2 separate regions of the Mus musculus genome follow, and region 2 is linked to region 1. The links are chromatin contacts, called in public HiChIP or PLAC-seq maps. All regions are on one chromosome and are shown on one strand. Each heading gives the region's core, a stretch centred on a gene start, on an enhancer-like site or on the middle of the called end of the contact. The rest is flanking DNA. Distances are from core to core; before and after follow the strand shown. Region 1 overlaps Ptprn2 (protein tyrosine phosphatase, receptor type, N polypeptide 2). Region 2 overlaps Ptprn2 (protein tyrosine phosphatase, receptor type, N polypeptide 2).

Evidence for each region. HiChIP or PLAC-seq counts read pairs in DNA pulled down with a chosen protein or histone mark.
Region 2: an H3K4me3 HiChIP or PLAC-seq map of embryonic forebrain shows a contact between it and region 1, with 2.3 times the contacts expected there. The contact joins two enhancer-like sites. A contact is called at or near these places in 1 of 39 promoter capture datasets (hippocampal neurons), 2 of 484 Hi-C or Micro-C datasets (cerebral cortex and stem cell-derived neural progenitor cells) and 8 of 115 datasets of contacts at active chromatin or transcription factors (craniofacial prominence, embryonic basal ganglia, embryonic forebrain and 5 more).

What each region holds. Positions count from the first base shown.
Region 1 is chr12:117,158,569-117,162,950 of GRCm38.p6, forward strand. Ptprn2 (protein tyrosine phosphatase, receptor type, N polypeptide 2) reads left to right here. Exons shown (of 23, transcript NM_011215.2): 13 at 3,026-3,238. Among named protein-coding and RNA genes, the nearest start is that of Gm10421, 9.5 kb to the left of the region's middle. Within about 2 kb of position 2,088, at least 25 of the 459 cell types and tissues checked have an H3K27ac peak or open chromatin away from gene starts, as enhancers often do. A contact at or near this core is called in embryonic forebrain, where this site is marked.
Region 2 is chr12:117,271,464-117,276,194 of GRCm38.p6, forward strand. All of the region lies in intron 22 of Ptprn2 (protein tyrosine phosphatase, receptor type, N polypeptide 2), which reads left to right. All of the region lies in intron 1 of Gm5441 (predicted gene 5441), which reads right to left. Among named protein-coding and RNA genes, the nearest start is that of Mir153, 23 kb to the left of the region's middle. Within about 2 kb of position 1,933, at least 29 of the 459 cell types and tissues checked have an H3K27ac peak or open chromatin away from gene starts, as enhancers often do. A contact at or near this core is called in embryonic forebrain, where this site is marked.

The sequences.
Region 1 (4,382 bases), core at 838-3,337:
TTTTTTTAAATGCACTTTTTTAGCTCCACAAAAAGAAAGAAAATGCAAGGTTGTTAACTCAGTCGCTATACGTAGGATGTTCAACTGACATTAAAACAAGAATTTCTAGAAATTTTATTTCCCCCATCCCAGGATTCTTACAACCTCATCCACTGCTAGCAGGTTCTCTCCCTTCACCCCACCCCACCCATTTCAACCCTCAGGTCAGGGCATTTTGGTGCTACTGTCAGGCAGAGAGCCCCTAAGAGATAAATTTTCAGGTTTGAGAAGCCATCAGTCAGTTGAAATTCAGACCTTAATATTAGATATATATTGACTCGAAGTGGGGGTCCCTTGATCCAGCATCTACCTTACCCTCTTCTGTCAGACATCACTCCTTTCAACCTCCACTCTGCCAACCTTCCAGGGTGCCCTACACCAAGGCAGGCCCTGAAGCCCATAGTTTCAGATCTGGGTGCCTCCCCGACTCCTACCCCATAGGCCAGTGGTGTGAGCCTCCTATCTGGTGGGGTTCTGGGGCAGGAGTACAGCTGACACTAATCCTGGTCACCAGCCACTCCTCTGGACTACTCAGGGGCACAGAGATGGGTGGAGCCTAGAGTAATCTGGCCCTGCCCTCTTCAGTTATCCCACAGGAGCCCATTGAGAAGGAAGTCTCTGCTCTTGCCCGGACAATTTGGTTCAGCCTCTGAGAAAAATCCCAGCAACCAACTGGTTTAAAATAAAACCGAGAAAGAAGCTGGGGCACCTGGGCTTTTCACTGGTTGCCCTGCAGCCAGCCCCGCAGGTTGCCACGCCGTTCACTTGTAGGAACATCACCTGCCTCTTCCTGTGGCTCCAGAGTGCCCAGTGTCTGTCACCTGGCAGTGCTGTCAGTCAGGCGGAGTTCATACTACGGACCATTGATCGCTTGGTGCTCCCAGCCCTGTGGAAGCGCGGGTACAGTGCAGAGTGTACTGATGGGCTGTCATATACCATGGCCCAGCATGGCTGGTAACTTAGAGTTATCTGAGAACCTGAAGCCGAGGAATTTCGTGCCTGAAGCCAGGTTAAGGAGGTCCTTTTCCAGCGCCACGTGGCGTGCAGGTCCGCCCAAAGCCTACGCTGGGCCTTGGTTCAGGGACCCTCAGCTCAGGAGATGGGTAAGGTGTCCTTGCCATTGCCATCCCACCACTGCCTTTGTTGTGGTCTGCTGAGAAGAGGCTAGACAGGCAAGGGCGGTGGGAAAGCAGCCATGGATCCGGCAGAGTGTGACCAGCTCCCGCCCTGGCATACCTGGGACCACACTGAACCCTGGGGAGTGAACAGCTCCGTTTTGCGAATGGTGCGGAGGTCCACTGGCCAGGAACTTAAGGAAAAGGGTTTGTTCTTGTGCGAACTACATCCAGTCATGTGAGGACAGCCATTTGGGCCACCGAGACCCTGGCCGAAAGGGTTATTTGTGTGGTTTATGCTCCTGCCCGTGCTGGGGCAAAGAAGTGTAGCTTAGAAACTGAGATGGGGACTTCGCTGACTTGGGGGGAGGGGCGGGAGACTCTGGAATGACTTCTTTCTAGAAGCTCTCCTGTGGGGTGGGCGGGAGTGAAAAGAGGAGGGGACCCGGGAGGAAGCCAAGAGGAGGAAGGGAAGGGTTCCACAGCTTTCCCCTGTGCAGGATCTTCTATGCTGCTGGCTCGCAGCAGCCAAGGGTGTCGCCCACTCAGTCCTGGGAGAGGTGTCCACGTTCCTGCTCCGGGTCTCCTGCTCCCCTCCCAAAGGTCCCCTCTGCCAGGCCTTGGAGCCCCCTCCCTTCCTCTCTTCCATCCATTACTGAAGTCCAGGAACCTCCTGGGTCCAGAGCCAAGCAGAACCAAGCCGCGCATCCAGGCAGGAAATCCCGGCGTCTTTTCTCATTTAACCCGCGTTTCCATTAACTCGGTCCCAGCGCCCGCTAATCCGCGCACCGAAGGCAAAAGCAGGCTAATTAATGACCAGCTTTTCCAGTCAAGACTAGCGATAATTGCTTTGGTGGCCTTTATGATTACAAGATAAAAATGGGCCCGGCCTGACATAAGAGACACTGTGTACACTCAGAGACTGGAGGAAACGAAGAGTTGGGAGGCTGAAAGCGGAGCAGAAAATTACTAATAGAAGAGAGATAATGAATAGGCCGGCCAGGCATTCATGGGGAAAAATCCATTTTGTTACCACGCGAAATTAGGTGGCGGAAAGGAGTTTGCTAATTGTTCTCCTCTTGTAGCAACCAGGACGGAGGCAGGGGCGTGCTCTTCCATTCATTTCCCGAGTAATTGTGGGGGTTGCTGGCCGGGAGTCGTGGGCGATTTGCCTGCGGCCCTTCCATTTTCCTGTGGCGTGTTTAATTGTTGCTAATACACCTCCTAATAAAGCTAATGAGGGGGGCGCTGTCTGGCTATCTGCCCTGGATTTGAGTGACAGAGAGGATTTTCTCACCTATTCCCCCAAGATGCAAAGTGAACTTCCCAATCATCTATTTCCAAAGACCTTGTCCCCTTTGAAGGAACAATACTCAGGTACCAGTAGTTGGAGTCTGTGCTTATAGAGAGTGACTAGAGCTGGTTGCATTAACCCACAGAATGTCTTCTAGAGAAGAAGCCATGTCCCAGAGCTATGATGACTCTGGCCAGTGCATTCTACTGATACTGGGGACTATTTAGTTCTGTTAATATTTTACCCACCTCCTGCCAAGCATGTGCTGGATTACATGCTCTGGACAAAATCTGTATCTGATTAGGAATGATGTACACTTCGTTTTACTTAAAGCAGCAAGTTGGGTACCAAATACTTTACATTATTAAGTTTGAAGAACAGCCACTATTGGGGTTACTCTTGACTTCTGCTTAATAGAAATTCGGTCTGGAGGTATGGTGTTGGAACTTCTTTGCACGTGTGTCCCTGCACAGCCCCCTCATGTTGAGGCTGCACTAAGTCTGGAGGGGGTGTGCTGCTGGAGTCAAGGTCCCCTGAGTAGTAACCTGTTCTCCTCCCTCTTCTCCTCCTCCTGCAGAAGGGAAAGCTCAAACTCCTGCCGCATCAGGAAGAGCAAGAGGACTCTACCAAGTTCATTTTGCTCACCTTCCTCTCCATTGCCTGCATCCTGGGGGTTCTCCTGGCTTCCAGCCTTGCCTACTGCCTCCGCCACAACTCACACTACAAGCTGAAGGACAAGTTGTCTGGACTAGGCGCTGACCCCAGTGCAGATGCCACTGAAGCCTACCAGGTAAAAATAAACTTTTCAAAGTTTTCTCCTTGGATTTGCCAAACTTGATTTGAGAGTGAAGGAGGAGGGCAGTCTGTCCCCTCTCTCACCCTCTATACTCCCTCATGAAGTCACAGTACAGGCTCTTTTATGATGACAATTTGAAACTTCTCATTAGCATTCATGTAAATACCTTGCAACCACAATTTTATGGCTCTGTATTAATCTTACACCGTTTCTGGGTAGTCTTACATTAGCTGTAGAAAGTGGGTTGCTAATTAGAAATGTGGAAAAAGTACAGTACATGAATTATGCATTGTCTGTTATCTTAATCTGGTCACTATTAATGAAACACGCCACAGTTGCAAGATGGATTGGCTGTGTAGATGTGTGAAGATGGCTCTTAAATCATCAACTTCCTTGGGGGTCTTATAGGAAGGGATCTTTTGACCTGATCTGTTGCCACCCTCTGCTATTGTTTGGATAAAGTGAAACCTAATACTGATAAATGGAATGTAGAGTGCATATGTCTTCATGAGTCAGCAGTGGCAGCTGTGTGCTATGTGTGCTAGAAACACAGACAGGCACCCAACGTGCCTGGAAGGAGAACAGAAGCCTGGAGAAGTGTGAGTGCCAGAGTCAAAACACAAGGGGCATAATCAACAGTTTCGTAATGAATGACTTGCTAAAATGAAACTGTGACTCCACTCAGCAGCAACGCAAGCCCAAAATATATAGAAGTCAGGGAGTTCAAATTTTTAATATAAAATATCATTTAACTCTAAATGTATTATTCTATTTAGGGTTATAAAATTACTTACTTGATTGCTACATTTAAAAATTTAATCAATATGCAGTTTAAGGTTTTCTCCAATTTATTGAATCTTTTGTCTTTTCTAACCACATGTCTGTGGTGTCTAATGTCTTATCAGTAATTCACATCACACAGTATATAAAGCAAATGCTGTCTGATCTGTTCTTGAAGTTACTTCAGCAAGCTCTCGGGCTCTCTCAGGACGGGCAGTGACTGTCCAGGCGTCACCCTCAGCTGGTCTGAGCTGGCTGCCCCTTGCTCTGTGGTTGTTCTGCATCCGCCACATATGGCTAGTTGAGAAGAATGTATAAAGCCCCTTTGCTTAAAAGAGATGAGGAGACAGCTTTTGGT
Region 2 (4,731 bases), core at 683-3,182, 110 kb after region 1:
CACTGGAATATATTATGCATATGTCTTCTCATAGATATAATTAATCAACTGAACCTTTTATAAAAGCAATTTACAGAAATAATACAGATAACCACCAGACCCCCTAATCAGCTCCTGCTAGTGTTAACACCTTGCATAGCCACAATATAGTAATCAAAAACTGAAGTTGCCATTAGACCACCAGACTGAGCAGACCACACCCATGTCGGTGACCATGGTGACCTCTTGTAGGGACAGTCATTCCAGAACGACCAGGTATGGAACATCCCCTCCCTCGTCTCCTATGGTCTACGATAGGCCAGTGATCCATAAACTCTCTGATGGCCAAGTTCCTCAGATGCCCCTTGGTGACCCATACAGCTGAGTGTGTCAAGCAGAACCATTGGGAAGTAGATCTTCCCCAGAGCACACAGCCCAGACGTCTACCACTGTTGAAGTGTGTCTATAGGTCTCCCCACTGCTGAATGAGCACTTCCCCTCTGTAACCGCCTACGATCCTGTGAGAAAGACCTCAGTGTTCTGGGGTCACTCTCTGCTTAGAGATGTGAGGCTTCCAGGACAGGAGGGTCACAGGACAGTGGCTAGCAGTGACAAATCATCCACAGGCTTTGTGCCCGTGGAAGGGAGGGCCACCCAGCTGTAAGATCATGTTGGGCACCACCCTGCAGCCGGCAGCTCAGAACAGGGCAGAGGCTGGCAATGCTAGGAAAGTCAGGGACACTTTGAGCCAGGAATAGAAAGTGAATCCCGACCCTGGAGCCACACTCTGCTTCAGGGACTCCACCAGAAATACAAGCCAGTCTCTTCCATCTGTGCCTCTGTGGACCTCACAGACCTCTTCCCCACCAGAAAGTTGGGAGTGCCCGAAACATCAGCTGGATATATGAGGATCTGCAGTGATCCCAGGGGAAAGCGTGTACAAGAATCAGGAGCATTGCCTAACACATCACAGAAGCTAGCCATTTGGCTCTCTGATATCAGTATCTTATTGCCAAAAACCAGCCCCCATGGCTTGATTACTGAAGTCAGGCCCAGCACGCAGCACCAGCCCAAGCTTCGGTGCTTTGTGGCCATGGTGATGATTCTACTGATTATTACAATATTAATAATTATCTTGATTATCACTGTGGTGTGTGTTTACTTCTACATATCTATGAACCCAAGTGCTCCATCCCTGCAGCCAGCTGTGTCTCAGGGTGACACAAGGCTCAGGGACCAAGTCCACCCACATGGCCTGCTCTCTGGTGGATGGTGACAAGGATTTGTCCCCTCCCTCAGGCTGGATGTTTAGAGGTGGAAACCTGCTCCCGTGTCCATGGCAACACAAAGGTCAGTCCTCTCACATTTATGTCGCTTTCCCCAGATTCACCTTATGATACTGGGCTGCTCATTGCACTTTGGTTTTGTAAAAACAGAAAAATAACTGGGGACAAACAGAGCCATGCTCCTCACCCAAGCTGAAGGCAGGCATGGGCTTTCAATTCATGTGAAGGTACTTGATCAGATTCCACCATTTGGACCAGAGGAAGGGTAACAACCAGTGACTGACACAAGAGCTTGAGTGGACTGGAGACTCCTGACAGCACATACTCTTCGTTAAAGTGAGTCGTAGGGTAACAGCTTTTCTTCCTGAAACGCAGGCTTGTCGTACACACAGCAAACACCTAACAAATGCCTGCCCTAGCATCATGAACTGAGAAGAAACACCAGGACACACAAAGGCTTGGTTGCCTATGAGGATTTAGCCAGGATTAAGACGAGAGCCCCTTATCACCACCTAGGGCAGCGGCTGAGGATTCTGACAGGTACAAAAGGAGCCAACCTTGGAGAAGGGAGGCAAGGTGTCAGGAAAGCTGCAAACAGGGAATCCAGGCGGGGCTCAGGCTAATCCTTACCTCAGCTGTGTCTGCTATGGACACAGCCTCCCCTCCCTCCCCAGGGCCTGGAAGAGTTGCCATAGTAACCAGAGGCCTTAACACTTTCCATCCCGTGGCTTTGGCTTAATTTGGTTGTTGTTATTAGTGTAGGTTAACTGTGTGTAGGAAAGGTTTCCTTGGGCTGTTCTCACACACTAAAGCATTCCCCTCTCTTTCACCCTGTCCTTGCCCTTTTCCTCCTGCCTCAGCCTCCCAAGTGGAAGGATTGCGTCCAGTGCCACCACACCCTGTGATATTTCCTCTTTTACATTCATCAGTTCTAGAGAAAGCAGTCCTATAACCCAGAGCTACGCACGCACGCACGCACGCTGCGCTCAACAAGACAGGCACTCCCAAGGGTGTGTGCAAAAAGCATGCAAACGAGGAGTCGATAGTGGACTCCCCGAATTGTGTGTGTGTGTGTGTGTGTGTGTGTGTGTGTGTGTGAGAGAGAGAGAGAGAACGGGATTGCCCATGGATGCATGTAGATGTGTGAGTGAGTGTGTGCAAGTGTGTGTGGATATGGAAGGGTGTGCATGAGTGAGTGGGGGTGACTGGGGGGGATGTGAATGCATGGTGCTTGCAAATGTATGTGGGAGTAGGTATGAGTGTGTGGGGACAGAGAGTGAGTGTGGGTGAGTGTGAACATGTGTGTGGTGTTACTCTATATGGAAGGGTGTGATGGGTGTGTATCAGTGTATGAATATATGTGGATGTGTGAGTACATGGTGCCCAATGCCCTCTCACCTTCGACTTCTGCTCCCCAAGTCCATCCTCCTTATGCCCTATGCATTTCCAAGGCTCTAGAAACAGGGCACCGGGCTCAGATGTGTCCCACCTTTCCAGGCTAAGCTTGGACCAAGAAGTGATGATTCAATCAGGTGTATGTGTCATACCTGGAAGTGACCCAGCCCACTCTCTCACCCACAGACTAGAGAAGTTATTCCCTTCCCTATCTCCCGAGCCCCATGCCTGTCTGTCTGCCTCCTTCTTTTTTTCTCCATCCCTTATTCCCTCTCTCCCTCCACTCCCTCTTTCTGTCTCTCCATTCTCTCTCAGAATATCTGTTCGTTCTCCATCTTTCTGTCTCTCCGCATCTGTCATTCTTCCTGTGATTCTGTCTGTCTGCCTGACTCAGTCCACACCTGACCTATTCATGCACACATGACCTATTTATTCATGGCCATCCCCGCTTCTCCTGGCTCTGTCATTAGACCAAGGGGCTGATCTAGCACTTCAAAGAGGGGCAGCAGGGACACAGAAAGACACTGGGTCTTAGATCCCTTTTGAGAGCCTCCTTGGGAATCACCTCCTGTGTTGGCTTGAGGAGCTCAAGGTTGTAGGTACAGGTATCACACTTTACTGAAGCTCTCATTAGAATACGGGATGACGGTTGTCATAGCAACCACTCAAGCGAATGCTTTAAAATGCAAGCACAAGTACAACTGAATAGCCACCACCCTGCTCTGTGATCTTCACACCACCACGGCCATCAACATGAACACAGTCATGGTCACGTATGTGGCTACTCTGTGATGGCAGAGTCCTATCTAAGCAGCTCACCTGGACTACACAAGTGTCCTTCCATGTCACACAGGTCAGCTAGGTAAGAGGTGTGCAGGCTTTCTCCCTACCCCAGCAAGACGGTGAACTCTGCCCCAGCAAGGACATGGGGTGACACACAGACAGTGACACCTGCTCCTGCAATGACATGGGTGACGCAGAGTCACAGTGACACCTTCTCCAGTCTGAGCTTCTCCAGGTGCAGGGCCAAGCTGGAAGACTTGTAGAGAGACTGTAGGCTCTGCTTTCTGTAAACAGAATTTAGGTGCTTTAAAAACTATTCCTTGGTTCAGAGTGAATAGAGTTCTTTCTGTTGCCACACACTCCGGCAACACCAGGAGGCTCTTGCTCTTTCATGGACCTTGATCCTGCTCTGGCATCTCCCACCCACTCAGACAACAGCAGGAGATGCTTGCTCTTTCCTTTCCTGGTGTCTCTACTCACCCATCATGGGTTTTATTCCATAGCTGCATCTTCCACTGATTTTTAAGACGTTTGCTGAACATAAATTCCAATTGTGGGCACAGCCAAAGGTGCTGTATACATAACCAGTGAGCCATTGTTCAGCTGAGAAGAGTCAAGAAGGTCAGGGCAGCTGGGCTACAAAGCGAAACCCTGTCTCAATATAAAAAGCAGAGGTCAATGCGGGAGGGGTCAATGTGTGGTAACACCATAGTAGAGCAGTAAGTGTGGCTGGCACCAGACTTAGCCCCAGGCCACTAAAAGTCCAAATATGAATCCATGGTAAGGTGGGGTCTGGTTCTGATTGCACACTAATGCTGGCATTGCAATGAGTTTGTAGGGTTATACAGAGAGCTGTTCAATCAGTCTGTGACTGCTACCTAGATAAGGGCATGCACAAATTATCACGCCCATGACTTCTGCAGTGTGATCAACCAGTAGCTGGTGCTTCCAGAGCTCTGAGCCACGGAGTCTGCAAGGACTCATGTGGAGGCTGAAAAGGGGGAAGATAGCCACCCAACATCTGATCTTGACCATCAGACCTTAAAAGGAGACAGGCTAGCCCCCTCTCAACCACTGTCCTCACCTTGATCTTCCCATGGCTGCTCCTTAGCTGGGGACCATGTTCCTCTCCATTTGTGAATGGATATGAGAGTCACTGTCTTAAGAGTTCCATGGATGACAGGAGGTTCCCTGACAGAGAGGACAGAGTTGAATTGGAGATAGCCTGTTAACTAGAAGCAGCCATTGCACCCCGTTTCAGCAGAGCTATGGTTGTGGCTGCAATAGA